Regions from separate parts of the Mus musculus genome. Here region 1 is linked to region 2. Evidence: chromatin contacts called from public promoter capture Hi-C data. All regions are on one chromosome and are shown on one strand. The core of a region is the stretch at or near the end of the contact, and the rest is flanking DNA. Distances in the headings are between cores, read along the strand shown.

Region 1 (7,775 bases), core at 4,392-6,891, 33 kb after region 2:
TAGAAGTGTTTTTTGTGTGTATGCTGCATGAGTATTCATGTGCATGAATGTGGGCATGCCTTCGCCATAGGTCAGAGTCCAGCTCGGGTTTCAGTTCTCAGTCTCCATCTTTTATGAGACAAGGTCTATTGTTATTCACCACTGCTCACGACTGGACCTCTGACCCTTGAGCTTCCAGGATTTTTCTGACTCCAACACTCATCAGCAGTAGGAGCTCAGGAATTAGACACCTGCTGCAGAGTCTAGCTAATATTGGGACCAGTACACAGTACACACTCAGAAAAAGGTTTGATAAATTAATTAGTACTCACAAGCAGGTATATGAACCTGCACAAGAGCTTGGTGGCAGCTCTTCTTAGGGAATATACTGCTCTGGTCATATAGATGAATAAGAATAGTTAGTGCTTTCTGAACATCTACTAAGCCCAGGATCTCCTACCAGTTAACACAGGACATCTCTCTGTCAGCTGCTATCACTACCTGAGCCTCATTTCTTACTTGACTCAATGGAGACCTGGAGATGGTAAGTGGTTGACCCTAAGCCAGATATAGGGTATGGGCAGAGGAGAGAGCAAATCAGAGAGTTACTGTGAGTGAAGAACTAGAGGAACTAGAGGTTGTGCCACTCAAAATTTTTATTTAGGGCTGTGGATATAGCTCACTAGGTAGAGAGTTTGCCTGGTGGGCATGAAGGTTCTGTCTCCAGCACTGCATAAAACCACACGTAAGCCTGTTACCCCAAAGCTTGAGAGATGGAGGCAGGACCCACCGTTCAAGGTCATCTTTGGTTACATAGGGGGTGTCAAGCCATCTTGAGCTACATGAGACTGTCTTGGGGATTAAACTAAGATTGTCAGGCTATCCTTCCTGCCCCCCAAAAGGGTTTTCTATTTCTGCTCTCTGACTGGTACAGCTGTGAAGTGTGCTAGCAGAACTGACATATTGAACATTTTATTCTCCTGAATTTCAAGTGTGATTGAGATTCACGGCTCTCCAATGAGTGCTCCATGCTTCTACCTAAGTGACCTTTGTAAAACTGCATGCTAGATTCCCCTCAGAGCTGCTTGTTAACTTCTCATGGCATTTAAAACAAGTTTCCCCACCTCAGCGTGTGATCCTGTCTTCCCACACGGTCTTCCACTTAGTGTAACTTTCCCACCTGCCAGAGGAGACGTCACAGATTCCTCCAGCTGCTGCCTCTGCATTGTCATGTGTTGTGCCCATTACCCAGAATACACAACCCCTCCTTCCAGCCACTCCCCCGCACTCAAGAAAGTACATTGTTTTCCATTAAAGATGCTTGTTTGTACCTCACCATCGTGAAGCACTGGTGATAAGGCACCTCCATTCCTCCACTCAACCAACTCCTCCAGCCTGTGACTCCAAGCCACCTCCTCTAGGGTTATCCTTCTTTGGACATTTTCCTCCTCCTCCTCCTCCTCCTCCTCCTCCTCCTCCTCCTCCTCCTCTTCTTCTTCTCCTCCTCCTTTTCTTTCTCCTCCTCTTTTCCTCTCTTCTTCTTCCTCCTCCTCCTTTTCCTTCTCCTCCTCCTTTTCCTTCTCCTCCTCCTTTTCCTTCTCCTCCTCTTCTTCTTCCTCTTCCTACTGTTCCTCCTCTTCCTCCTCCTCCTTCTTTTCATGGAACCAAAATCATTGTGTCTTAGTGATTTGGCTTCTTCTCACTCTTTAGACTACAATGTCTCCCACCATGCCAGCAATATCTTCCCCCAAGTTCCTCACATTTATTCTAAGCTCTCCAGAGTCTGCCTCAGTTTCCTCTGGATTTGGTAACATCTCTGGACTCTCCTCAGGCTCTCTTTAGGGTGTGGCTTCTGCCTTCCTTGTGGAGAAGGGGATTTTTGTAGGGTATTGCTTGTTTCCTGGCTTCCACTATCTAGCCCTCAACAGTACTGACCAAAAACCCCCAGCTCTTTCTCTGCCAGGTTGACTAGCAAGCTCTCTGTCTCCCTCCAGCCCAAAGCCCTCTCCCCTCCTAATGTGCTCCTGGTATCAGTTACTAGGGAAGCCAAAGAGCTTCTCACGCATAGGCTTATAAACTTTGGCCTTAGTTGGGTGTTTAGCTCTGTGTCAAGGTCTCCAAACTTTCTGCCCATCAATTAGTGAGGCCCATTCCTTCCATTGTGACCCTTAGCCCAGACAAGTCTTGGTGATAGTGAGTATAAGACCCATAACCCCAGTGCGCAAGGCCTGGGGGAAATAAAGGCCTTTGCTTAAAGCCTGAGCCTGTTGCCCAGGGCTTTCCTTAGCTGGTAGAACCATTGCCTGGAAGCAAGAGGTCAAGGTCTTAGGCTCAGATTTCATTTGTCAGAGGTCACTGGGCCTTTCCTTTCTGGGATCCATCTCTCCAGCAGATAAGAAAGAGAGGAACTGGCTTTATTAGCTAATAAAGTTTTTGGTAAAGAACATGAGCAAAACAGTAGGGCTTCCTGCATTCCTGGCTGCAAGCCTCAGAGCTGGGCCTTCCGGCTGGCAGTAAAATACAGATTTCCTCCACTCCCTGGAGCTAAGGCATTGGTAGGGACAATGGAAACAGGAGGAAGAGTGACTGTAGAGGGATCTACACACAGTAGTGCTTTTACTGCTTGGCCGGGAGTTATTTCTATACAAGATCTTTCAATTCTCTGATTCTTGCTCCAACTTGGGTATCATGTCCAGAGATGCAGTGAGTGGAATGGCTGACTATAAAGATGCTGAGAAGGCCCACCTCACCTCCTATGTGGCTTGCTTGTTCTGATACCCACTTTATTTCCTCTCCCTCTCTCTCTTCCTTGTCCTCTTCTTCCTCCCTTTTTAAAATTGTATTTTATTTTATTTTCTGGTTTTTGCTATATCTGCTGTGCAATCCTGGCTAGTCCACTGTTACTATGTAGTCTAGGCTGACCTTGAACTCATGAAAATCCTCTTGCTTCAGAGTTATAGCTATGTACCATCATGCCCAACCCTTCTCACCTAACTCTTATCATTGCATAGTTGGAGCTCAATACTTCTGCTTCTGTGTACCCCACCTATAATGCGGTTTGACAATCATTTCTATCTCATAGGGGCATGTATATCTGATTAATTTTCCACATGCATATTTTCTGTTCTGGGACATAGAGGAAGAAGAGGGAGACTGTAAGGGTCGGGTGTCCTGAGAATGGCTGCAAAGATGTTGAGAAGGCCCGCCTCACCTCCTGTATGCTTCATTCTCTGGAGCTAAGTCAGCGGTTGGGACAATGGAAAACAGAGGAAGAGTGACACCAAAAGAAATCTAACTTGCTGTGACGAGGATCCAGGAAGGAATACAAGGGGGAAGCCATGTTTTATTTAGACTCAGAACTGAAACTACTAGATCCCTCGATGGGCAGACCTGGTAGATTCTGCAAGAGGCTCTGTTTCCTATCTTCAGATACCTAAGGGATTTCAGCAAACATGGTGACAGAAAGGATTTCACATTCTGAGAGGCACAGTGGGGAAGAAGAAGTTGAAAGAACCAAAAAGCAAAGGGGAATCCATTCTCTGGGGATCAATAGGGGTCTGGATGAGAGTGTGGACGTAGGACTTCACCCATGTCAAAATGGACAGAAGTGTTCCTGCCCTCCAGTCTACCTCCAGCACAGAAGCCTGAGGTTAGCTCAGGCTAGACAACATCCTCACTACTGACTCTCATTTTCCTCGGTGGGATACTTCTTGAATAGGTAGACATGTCTGGAGAACACCACCCCCTTACCACAACCTCTACACATAACTAGAACATCTGGAAACACTGTGCCTATGAGGTGGGTCCTCTTACCAGGAACATCCTCCAGGGAGATACCTGGGAGGCTTGACTGGACACTCTTGCCTCTGTTCAGTGCTATCTCAGAGAGCACTCCCCTGGCCACCTCATTTGCAGTTGTAAACTGTCCCCTGCATATCATTTATCTTTCTAGTGCTCTTTTTGTACTATGCCTGTCTCTGTGTTTTGTTACTTATCACCTGTTTCCCCCATAGCAGCGGGTAAGCTTCGTCAAAGGAGTATTGTTAATCCTTTTCACCTCTGCATCAATCACCAGCATCCAGCATAGTAGGAGCTTGGCGAATATTTGCACAATGCATGAGGGCGGCATGTAACTAGAGTGGGAGGTGAGGGGGTGGATGAAGTGTTGTTTTTTTTTCCTGGTCTTGGTCACAGAGCAGATATCAATGTTCTTTCTGGGCTCGGGAGCTCACAGGGGAGGGCAGGTGAAGGTGTTAGTTAGGAACAGGTTGAGTTAGACACGCCAAGTTCAGATGTTCTTCTTACACTAATCTCACTCTGGGAGCACCCTTCAGGGCCAGAGAGCACCTGCAAAACAGCCAGCTAGGCGTGCCGGGTGGTGCTGCGTGTCCTGCCACTAAAAATGTGGACACACGCTGTTCAGGCCTTTGCTCTCAGGCAGAAGCCGAGCATCGCACGCAAACCCGGCCCTTTGCACCGCTGGCGCTGTCTTGTCGCGCCCTTGCAAAGCATAGACTATTTCTATCTCTTAAACCCCACCCCAACGCCCCAGGAGAGCTGGCCCTTTAAGAGCCTCACCCACGGTTCCCCTCCCCCAGCTAGCGTGACAGCACTGGGACCCGCGCCCGGTTGTGAGTTGGGTAGCTGGGTGGCTGCGCGGGCCTCCAGGCTCTTCTCACGCAACTCCGGGGCACCTTGTCCCCAGCCAGGTGGGGCGGAGACAGGCAGCCCGACCTCTGCCCCCAGAGGATGGAGCAGGCTTACGCACGCTAGCCTCAGGAACCTGTGTGCGTGCCAAGCATCACCCTTTGTAGCCCCAGACCCCCTCCTGCTGTCTCGCGTGGATCCTTCCTCCACCCTTTCCTCCACCATACTTAGATAGCTCTGCACCCGCCGCCCGACTTCTCTGTGTTGCCTGCTTCAGTATGTATGCACAACACTAGCAAGCCCCGGGAGCCTACAGGGAGCTGCAAGCGGGGACTCCCGGGCTTGCAGCTTGCCTAAGGTGACCCTTAGAGGTGAGATCTGCAAGCCTGCCATCCATCCCCACCCTCTAGATGAAGCAGCGCGAACTTCGGCCGATACCCAATTTGTGGGGCACAGAGTCAGTCCAATGGCGCCACTGGCCTTCCTGTCCTGTGACCTCTGGGCTGGGGTCGTTGCGCTTCTCACGCGAGCTTGGACTCAGTAATCCAGGGAAGCAAAGTCACCACCCAGCTGTTCTCCCTCTACCAGCCTTTCCCGGGCACCCATTGGCTTGTAGTAGGCAAGAGGATCTTACACACTGAATGTTTCAGGGGTGCAAAAATAGTGAAAAGGAATCCCTATGACCCGGAATGGAGGCCCCAGTACTTACTTTTTAGGTTACCCCAGAATTTTTCCTCAAACCCCTCCCTCAGTGGGATTATGCACTGTCCATGGAGCACCTTGAAAGTGTGGGGGGTGGTGACCCCAACCTTTATTCTTTTTCTTTTCTTATGTTTTTTTGTGCCTGTACCTACATCAGGTATCCGGTATGGCTTCTTGCCTATCTCCCCCCTCCCCCCTGCCTAGAGCACTCCCTAAGGCTGTCCCTCCCTCGGTCCCACCACTGGGCTCAGATAAGGAGGCGTGGCCAACAGACACAGAGTCCTATAAAGGTGGTGGTGCCTTCACCCTAACCCTGAAGGTGGTAGTTCTTGGAGCTTCCCCGATCCTCCCTAGGGTCCTAGAGAACACTCTTCACTTCAGTCCCTCCTTACAGCCCAAGGTGAGTGCTTGGGGGGGCTCCTGGATTGCCCCTCCCTCCCTCCCTCCCTCCCTCCCTCCCTCCCAAGAAAAGGAAATTTTTGGTGAAGAGTTACTGGGTAGCTCCTTCAAAACAGGGAACTACACTTTTATTTATTTATTTATTTATTTATTTAGTGACCAGGTAAATTCCTTAAGGGAGAAACTGAGGCCAGAGGTATCAGCTATTTAGATAGAAATGAGATACCCTTCCACTTCAGGCCCCTCCCCCTCCTCACTGACCTCCTAGGGCGTCTTCCCTGCACCTTTAGCCCCTTCCTCAGGACTGCCAGTGGGGGTGAGGGCTCCTCTCTGGATGTGTAGGGTGGACAGTGAAGATGCACTGAGCTTTTCTGGTGTTCTCTGTCTTATTTAAAAACTACCCCCAATAGCCTCTACCCTCCCAAAGGGCAGCATGTCAGAGCTGTTTCTGACCTAGGCTAGAGAGGCTCCCTACCCCACTGACTGTCTCTTCTATCCTTGCTGGGATACCATCAGCTCCATAAACTGAGAGCTTCAGGGAACTGGAAACACCAGTTACATTTCCCTCGGCCCTTCCACCTTCCAAAGGTTAGGGTTCCTTAGGGACACCAATTATGAAGTGTGTTTTCAGCCCCTCCAGGAAGCCCCTCTGCTTCAAGCTGACTGTAGTATTTGGGAATTGTACATCTTCCTATCGTATGTGCTTCAGATCTTCTCTTCCTAGGATCTGTACCCTCTGAATTAAGCAATCTTTCTTGTTGGCTTGTTTTGTTTTTTTGAGACAGGGTTTCTCTGTGTAGCCCTGGCTGTCCTGGAACTCACTCTGTAGACCAGGCTGGCCTCAAACTCAAGAGTTCCTCCTGCCTCTGTCTCCTAAGTGCTGGGGTTAAAGGTATGGGCCAGTGCCTCCCTCCCAGATGAATTGGGCAAGCTTGTCTTACCCTCTCTCCCAGTTATGTAACTGAAGTCTCAGTGTTAATATGACTTGTCCAGGATGACCTGGACTGTACTTCACTGCAATGTGACTCTCCTGACTGGGCAGAGCCTTGGAGCAGATGTTAAATTTGCTTACTTTTTCTAGAATAAATCTAAAGAGAAAGTGTCCTCTTAGTCAAAACTAAGCTCAAATCCATTCCTAGTTTTCCTGACTCCAGTCAGTGGTTTTCTTATAGCCCTAACCTTATAGGAATCTTCCTTTTCATTTCTGCTTTCTTATGACAGCAAAAGAGGGGGAAGGACCAGACTATTCATTCATGAGAACTGAGCACAACAAAAAGCTTGGCCTGGATTACTGTTACTTGGAGCTGTGTCTAGCTGGTCTCCCTTGGCTTTTAAAGTGTGGCCCCGTTGAACTTAGGGAGCTAGGCCTGAGAGGAAGGTGGCTTGGGCATTGGTTTTCCTGTACCCTCTCCCATTCCTGTCCTCTACTGGGGTTGATGGGGTTCTTTAGATCCTGAGATGAAGAACAGTAAAGAACTGAGAACTCAGATTCTCAAAAGTTTTCGTTCTCAAAAGGAGGCATCTGTGATAGCAGCTGTACATTCTATGGAACTTTCCCTAAGAGCTGTGAGCCCTGGCTAATGCCCCATTTGGAAGCTGATTTCCCTGCTGCTAGAGTAAGCAATGAGGCCAAAGAAACAAATGATCTCTTGATTTCCTGATAGGATGGCGGCTTCCTCAAGGGTGATGGGTAGACCCAAAGAGATTTTTCGGGTGACATTTGTTAGTTGCACATTTATTGGAATGTGTTAGGAAAATCAAAGCTGTATTTAGGTACAGACATTGTTCAGGATGATGTTGCCTAGTGGATGTAAAACTGATTTTAGGAGACACAAGGTAAATTGGGACGAGTGGAAACCACAGAGATTGGAAGCCACTGAAGCCACACAATTAAGAGAGGTGCTCTAGAAGTGGGCTACTTGGGTTGAAAGTTTACACAACATTCCCTAGCTGCATAACTTTGAGAATGTTACTTACTGTCTCTGAATCTTACTGCAGCCTTCTTCATCTGCTTATGACTAAGATTGAAAATAAAATGAGAGAGAGAG
Region 2 (7,605 bases), core at 2,927-5,426:
AAGAGGGCGTTGGATCCTCTGGAACTGGAGTTTCAGATGCTTGTGACCTGCCCTGTGGGTGCTGGATGGAACCTGAGTGGTCTGGAAGAGCTCTTATCTCTGAGCTATCTTTGCAGCCCTTGCTTTGGCTTCCTGCAGGTGTAGATTACAAGTGTGTGCCACCGTGACCAGCCGGCTTGGTTTTTATTTCAAGTGTACACAAGGAGGGAGGGGAGGACAATTTCCTTTGAACATTGGGTCCCGCCAATGGGAAAAATGTTGACTTTGAAGACTACAGTTGCAGCTTGACACTTAGAGCCAGGTGCCCCCACCTTTTTTTTTCCTGGGGGCAGGGAGAACTGAGAGAGAACTGCCTAGCTCAGTGGGAGATTGTTTGCCTAGTGTGGGAGAGGCTCTGGATTCAACTCTTAGAACTGAAAAAGAAATCTATATCCTATATTCAGGAGCCAGAGGCAGGCTGATCTCTGTGAATTTGAGGCCAGGGTTCCAGGACATTCAGGGCTACATAACAGAGAGACCCTGTCTTAAAACAAACAATAAAAACATCCTATATTCCATAGACATCTTTAGCCTTTCCAGAAAAGAAATACACCCTTTCCCCCATCTTCTCTGTATACATTAGCATATAATTGTTTTTAAACAGATAATAGCAGCCTGGTCTACAGGGTGAGTTCCAGGACAGCCAGGGCTATACAGAGAAACCCTGTCTCGGAAACAAAACAAAACAAACCACAAAAAAACCCAAAACAAACAAACAAAAATAATAGGGCTGTAGCTCAGTTGGCAGAGTACTTACGTAGCAAAGTCCTAGGTTCAGTTGCCAGCACTGCACACACTGGCTGCACTGGTGCACACAGCACTGCACACACTGGCTGCACTGGTGCACACAGGCACCTGTAGCAATCAACGATACAGGTAGGAAGATGGGAAAGGCAAAGTCATACTAGGCTATTGTGATGTTTGAATAAAAATGGCCTCCATAGGCTGTTATGCTTGAATATTTAATCCCCACTTGGTGGAACTGTTTGGGTGGTGGACCCTATGGGAGGAGGTGTGTCCCTGGGAGTGTGCTTTGATGTTTCAAAAGACTCCCACCATTTCCAGTTGGCTCTCTGCCTGCATCTCACAGATCAAGATTGGAGCTGTCAGCTGCTATGGTGTCATGCCTGCTGCCGGCTCCTGCCACGGTGGTGACAGAACAGGAAACTCTAAATAAAACCTTGCTACTGTAACTTGCCTCGGTTGTAGGATCTTGTCACAGCAATAGTAAAGAAACCAAGACTGGATATATTGTGGTTCCAGGTCTCTCTTTTGAGACCTTTGTGAAAACAAAAACAAAACAAATAAATAAAACAAAACAATAACAACAAAAAATAGAAATAAGGCTGGGCGTGGTGGCACATGCCTTTAATCCCAGCACTCAGGAGGCAGAAGTAGGCAGATTTCTGAGTTTGAGGCCAGCCTGGTCTACAGAGTGAGTTCCAGGATAGCCAGGGCTATACAGAGAAACCCTGTCTCGAAAAACAAACAAACAAACAAAAAGAAATAAAATTAAAATATAAATGGAAAGCCAAACAAAGGGATACCTGACTCTGAGGCCCACACACAAACCAACCAACTCTACCTCAGCAGGTCTTTGAGATGGCTCAGTAGATGAAGGTGCTTGTAGCCAAGCCTGAGGGGAGAGTTCTATTCCTCATGGAACCCACATGGTAGAAGGAGAGAGAGAACAGACTTCTGCAAGTTGTCATCTGACTTCCACAGATGCACCACTGCACACATACACACAAATACAATAAGTGTGAAAAGCAGGAAAATAAAACCTCTGGGGCAGCCAAGGCAAGAGCATCACAAGTTCCATGCTAGTCTGGGATATTCAGTGAAACCTTACATAAAAATTCAAAATCAGGGCTGGTGAGATGGCTCAGCAGGTAAGAGCACCTGACTGCTCTTCCGAAGGTCCGGAGTTCAAATCCCAGCAACCACGTGGTGGCTCACAACCATCTGTAACAAGATCTGACGCCCTCTTCTGGAGTGTCTGAGGACAGCTACAGTGTACTTGCATATAATAAATAAATAAATCTTAAAAAAAAAAGAAACCACATATGTGACATATGTATGTGTGTGATATATTAAAAAAAAATTCAAAATCAGCTCAGCAGTGCTGGGGCACACCTTGAATTCTAGCACTCAAGAGGCAGAGGCAGGCTGACCTCTGAGTTCCAAGCTAGCCTGGTCTACAGAGCCAGTTCCAGGACAGCCACGGTTACACAGAGAAATCTTGTCTCAAAAAACAAACAAACAAACAAACAAATAAACAAACAAAACCCAAACCTTAAAAAAAACAACCACAGAAAAATCATAAATGGATTAGGCAGGGTGGTGAACATCTGTAACCAAGTGCCTGCAAGCCTTGGGGTCTGAGGCAGGAGGATTGAGAGTTCCAGGTTAGCCTGGGGTACATGGTAAGATTCTGGTCTCAAGAAACGAACAGGCTGGAGAGATAGCTTGGCTGGTTTATTGAACACACATCCCAAGACTGATTGATCAGGGATGCAGTCTAGACTCCAGAGCTAAACTGCAACCCTGAGCCAAAATGCCATAGAGCTTTTTAAAATTTTTATTTATTTATTTATTTATTTATTATATGTGTGTACACTGTAGCTGTCTTCAGACACTCCAGAAGAGGGCATCAGATTTTTGTTATGGATGGTTGTGAGCCACCATGTGGTTGCTGGGATTTGAACTCAGGACCTTTGGAAGAGCAGTCAGTGCTCTTAACCGCTGAGCCATCTCACCGGCCCCCGCCATAGAGCTTTTAAGCCTGAAATCTATAAAAATCTGTGGCAAGCTATTCCACCAATCAGGATTTAGGGATAGGGGACTTCCAACTGGTTGGGGTATTCAGCTGTGGCAGGGGACTTGCCTTACTTAACAGTTATGTCTTAAATTGCCAACCAGATGTTAGTTGCCCACGTACATGATTCTTTCAGCCAAGTAGGATGACAGTTCCCAGGGAGGTCTGGGGAACTTAAAACTTTATTCAACCCCTACTCAAAATGGAAGTCTTATTCCTAATGGCTTCTTATATTGGTGTAGGCGTCTCTCTTATGTTGGGGCCTATCCCAGGGGCAGCTGATAGGTACAGGCAGTGCTTCCAGGCAGTTGGATCAGGTCCAAGCTTGTTTGAGTAACTATACAAAGCAGTTCTATCTGACCTCTATTGTGATTGGTTTCTAAGAACACCAAAGCATAGAACTTAACAGAATATGCAGTCAACTCGGGCGTGGAAACGTTTCCTGGTAATAGCACATGAAAAAGTTTCCTTGTGACCGCACTAACAGCATAAAATGGTAGGCTAGACAGGCACTAGTTACACAGAGGACCAGGGTTTGATTCCCACCACCCACAAAGTGGTTCACAACCATCTGTAACTCTATTTCCTAGAGACCCACTGCCCTCTTCTGGTCTCTAAAGGCACTGAGCACCGGTGGAACACAGACATGCATAGAGGCAAAACACCATAACACATAAAATTAAATAAAAAATATGACAAACAACAAAAAAGAAAGTTGTGAATGTTAACAAGGCCATGTATGTTGGTCTGGAAAAATCTTCATGTCAAGGTACTGTTTTATACAGGTCTGTCATATTTTTAGTCATTTTAACTATTACTGGTTTCAGTGGAATACTGAGCCATCCTGAATAACACAGAAAGAATTTCCAAACATAAATAGTTGTCGTTACTATTGTTCAGTTTCAGGGTTTGTAAGAGAAGACTTATTAATTTTTATTTTGGGTGTATGAGTATTTTGCCTCTATGTTCGTACACCATATCTATGCAGTACCTGCAGAGGTCAGCAAAAGGGGATTGGATTCCCTGGAATTGGACTTAGAGAGGGGTGTGAGCTTCCATGTGAGATCTGGGGCTCAAACTCCGGTCCTTGAAAGAGCAGCCGAAGTTTTAAGCTGTTGAGCCATCTCTGAAGACCTTTATATGTTTGTTTTCATTTGAGGTGTTGTCTCACAATGTAGCCCTGGGTTGGCCTGGAACCAGGCTAGCCTCAAATACACAGAGCCTCTGTCCCCTGAGTGCTGAGACTAAAGGTGTCCCAGCCCTGGGACAGCGGATCTGCACCCACAAGTCAGCCTTTCCAGTGTTTGCTGGAGTAGCATTGCCACAGCCATACCTGTGTCATAGTAAATTGCGTGTCTGTAAAGAGGCTGAGGCAAGGGGCAGGTGTCAAAGGTAAAGTGTGGAGGCTTTCGTAAGTTATGTTGATGCAACGATTCTTGGCTCCTGAGTGCTGGGATTAAAGGCGTGCGCCACCACGCCCAGCTGGTTGGGCTTTCTTTCCATTCTCTCTCCTATCTCTCTCTCTCCTCTCTCTCTCTCTCTCTCTCTCTCTCTCCTCTTTCTCCTCTCTCTCTTCTCTCTCCCTCTCTCTCCTCTCTCTCTCCTCTCTCTCCTCTCTCTCCTCTCTCTCCTCTCTCTCTTCTCTCTCTCTCTCTATCTCTTCTCTCTCCCTCTCTCTCTTCTCTCTCCCTCTCTCTCTCTCTTCTCTCTCTTCTCTCTCTCCTCTCTCTCTCTCTCTTCTCTCTTCTCTCTCTCTCCTCTCTCTCTCCTCTCTCTCTCCTCTCTCTATCTCTCTCCACTCAATCAGGCTTCTGTGAAACTCCGGTGCCCATTCAGCCTCTCACCTCACTCTCTCAAACACCTGGAGCTGTCTGAACACGCTTCTGTCCTCAGTCATGTCTTAATCACATTTTCTAAAATGACAGAATCTCATGTAGCTCAGGCTAGCTTAAAATCCTTGTATGTAGCTAAGGTTAACTTTGAACTCTGGATCCTACTGCCCTTACTTTCTACAGGCTGAGACTATAGGCATGTTCCATAACTCATGTGTTCAGCTTTCAATACTCTGTCTGACCAACAGTCTATTGTTGAACGTTTTAACCATACCAATCCAATTGGTAAAATCCATGTACTGGTTTTATTAGCATTTTCTCTTTTGCCTTCCTTTTAAAAGTTATAGCCTTTGGCCAAGTATAATAAAGCAATCCATTGCCTATAATACCAGCAGCTGGGAGGCTAAGGCAGGGGGATGGCTTTGAGTTCCATGCCAGCCTGGTATGAGATTCTGGTATGAGACTGTGTCTCAAGAAAACAAAATGAACAAATAAGTAAATGAGTGAATGAATAATAAAGTTTTATTATTTTTAAAATGTCTTGCACGGTGGCTTGTGCTTGTCATTGTGGCTATCCAGAACATGAGACAGGAATGGTGTGACTTCCGTATCAGCCTGGGCTACCCTACTTCAAAACCCACTCACCCCCCAAAATTAAAATTAAATATGTATATAGTGGGGGATTTTTGTTTTTGTTTTTGCTAGCTGTGCAGTGTATTCCCATAATCCTAGCACTGGGGAGGCTAAGACAGGAGGATTGCTGTGAGTTGGAGGCTAGCCTGGTCTGTAAATCAAGTTCTAGGATAGCCAGGGCTATATAGAAAGACAATGTCAAGAGAGAGACAGAGACAGAGAGAGAAGAGGGGAGGTGTCATTCTCCTGTAACCCTAGCGTTTGGGAGATGAAGGCAGGATGATCAGGAATTCAGAGACAGCCTCATCTACACAATAAGTTCCAGTCTAGCCTGGACCACATGACTCCAAAAATAAATACATACATACATACATAAAACTAAGCCTTTGAGATGGCTTAGATGGCAGAGACACTTGCTGTGAAGTCTGAAGACCTGAGTTCTACTCCTGGGATCAGTGTGACAGGAGAAAGTGGATTCTTGGATGACCTCTGACTCCCACATGTATGCTGTGGCATACTCCCTTGCTCATCATACACACATGATCACAAAAAATTTTTTAAAATATGGTTGGTTAGAAATACCACCTAGCCTAGGCAAGGCCACAGGTTTAATCCCAAGTAGGAAAAAAAAAAAGGCTCCTAATTCCTGGGGCCGCCTGACAGAGTTCTGGCATGGCCAAGTGGGAAGTGGAATTGCGCAGCCCCTGCTAGCCTGGGTGGGGGTGGGGTGTGTGCACAAGGCTTGAGCTGCACTGGGTCTACTCTGTGGCAAGTGCAGCCAGGTGTATGTGCGTGAGTGCGCCAGGTGTGCATTCAAGTGGGTCAGCGTGCCAGGCAGGTGTGTATGTGCCTGAGACTGGGCGTGGGTTGGTGGGTGTGTTTGTCATTCTTGTGTCCTCAGGCCCTAGGAGCCTCTAGCTGGAGCCCTGAGAACTCCGTGGAGGTGGCCGTGGGAGGTGACTAACTCAGACCTGGGAAGCCTTTGCTTCCTCTGCTCCCTGGCAATGGTCACACTTGAGGTTGGGGAGTCTTGGAACTGGTGACACCGAGACCATGCACAGAGGAGCAGAGTTCCTGTCCAGAGTTTTGGGGGTGACAGCGAGGAAATGGAGAAGAGCTTCAGTGAAACTTCAGGCAGGGCAGTGGTGGTGCACACCTTTAATCCCAGCACTCGGGAGGCAGAGGCAGGCAGATTCCTGAGTTCAAGGCCAGCCTGGTCTACAGAGTGAGTTCCAGGACAGCCAGGGGGCTACACAGAGAAACCCTGTCTCGAAAAACCAAAAACTGAGGCTCTGTTTATATAACCCAGATCAGGAGGGCCAGGGCAGGGCTAGTTTCAGCCAGGCTCCAACCCTTACCATGTCTTCTATGTGTAGAAATGGAGCCCCAGAGTTCTTGATTAGCAGCCTGTCTGGAGGGGTTCCTTTGAGCTAGCAGCCGGATGTGGGTAGGTAGAGTGGGAGAGCTAGCTGTCTTCCTGCCCTGTTCCCGTCTCTAAGGGCTCCCAGTCTGACAGTAGAAAATGCTTGCAGAGTTGGGAGTGTAGGTGAGAGGGCTAATGCTCTTCCTTACATGAAGTGGTGAGCTGAGCATTAGAAGTATCCGAATGTCCTCACTTCCAGCCGTCAGCTTTGGGGAGGCATTTTGGGGGCTGTTACTTTGTCCCTATGTAAAGGGCAGGAACTTTGGCCTGTCTATGCTGGATCCTTCTCTTATCTCTCCTGGCTTAACTTCGGGGCCCCAATGGTCTCCAGACTTGCCTTCCTTTACTAGGCCACTCCTTCTGTTGGTCAGCGCTTAGCACTCATAGAGGCCGCTCTGGGCCAGGACACAGAAAGCCAAGTGAGAGCAGATCCTGGGCTCCAGGGACTCCCAGCTGCAGACAGGGAGTCAGGGTGCCTAGCTCGGATGCTCTTCTCTGAAGGAAGGCACGTAGGGAGCCAGTCCAGGTGATGTAGACTACAGATGCGGGGAGTGGGGGCGAGGCCTGGAACAGAGAGAGGGTCCTGAAACTCCCACAGGGCTGGCAACAAGGGGGCGGTGGCCTCTCCCACTGGGAGATGAGTTTCCTTCCCGAAGCTCCTTCTCACGAAGTTCCTTCTCACGCGATGGACCGGAAGGGGTTATGGGCCTATTGTTCCCTGGCACGCTATCCACCCCCCTCCCAGCCCTCCCTAGCTTTTGGGTGGGTAGGAGTGGAGGAAGTGAGCTAAGCCTGGGCCCTGGCAAGACCCCAGTGAAGAGGGTGCAAGTCTTGAAGGATGCTCTCTCTCTCTCTCTCTC

The links. Promoter capture Hi-C pulls out the DNA fragments that hold promoters and counts their contacts.
Region 1: a contact with region 2 is called in a promoter capture Hi-C map of liver, with 5 times the contacts expected there. The contact joins the promoter of Cyp1a1 here to the enhancer-like site in region 2. A contact is called at or near these places in 6 of 39 promoter capture datasets (the HPC-7 cell line, embryonic stem cells, liver and 2 more), 2 of 15 datasets of contacts at CTCF or cohesin (CD8 T cells and embryonic stem cells), 15 of 484 Hi-C or Micro-C datasets (the G1E-ER4 cell line, Sertoli cells, Th1 cells and 7 more), 8 of 115 datasets of contacts at active chromatin or transcription factors (the SCID.adh cell line, effector CD8 T cells, embryonic hindbrain and 3 more) and 4 of 9 other capture datasets (adipose tissue, embryonic stem cells, liver and 1 more).

The regions. Positions count from the first base shown.
Region 1 is chr9:57,691,972-57,699,746 of GRCm38.p6, forward strand. It overlaps Cyp1a1 (cytochrome P450, family 1, subfamily a, polypeptide 1), which reads left to right and starts at 5,642. Exons shown (of 7, transcript NM_001136059.2): 1 at 5,642-5,728. RefSeq lists a promoter at 4,001-5,702 and enhancers at 4,430-4,447, 4,501-4,857, 4,572-4,591, 4,649-4,667, 4,760-4,778 and 1 more.
Region 2 is chr9:57,660,610-57,668,214 of GRCm38.p6, forward strand. No RefSeq gene overlaps it. Among named protein-coding and RNA genes, the nearest start is that of Csk, 19 kb to the left of the region's middle. Within about 2 kb of position 4,177, at least 5 of the 459 cell types and tissues checked have an H3K27ac peak or open chromatin away from gene starts, as enhancers often do. A contact at or near this core is called in liver, where this site is marked.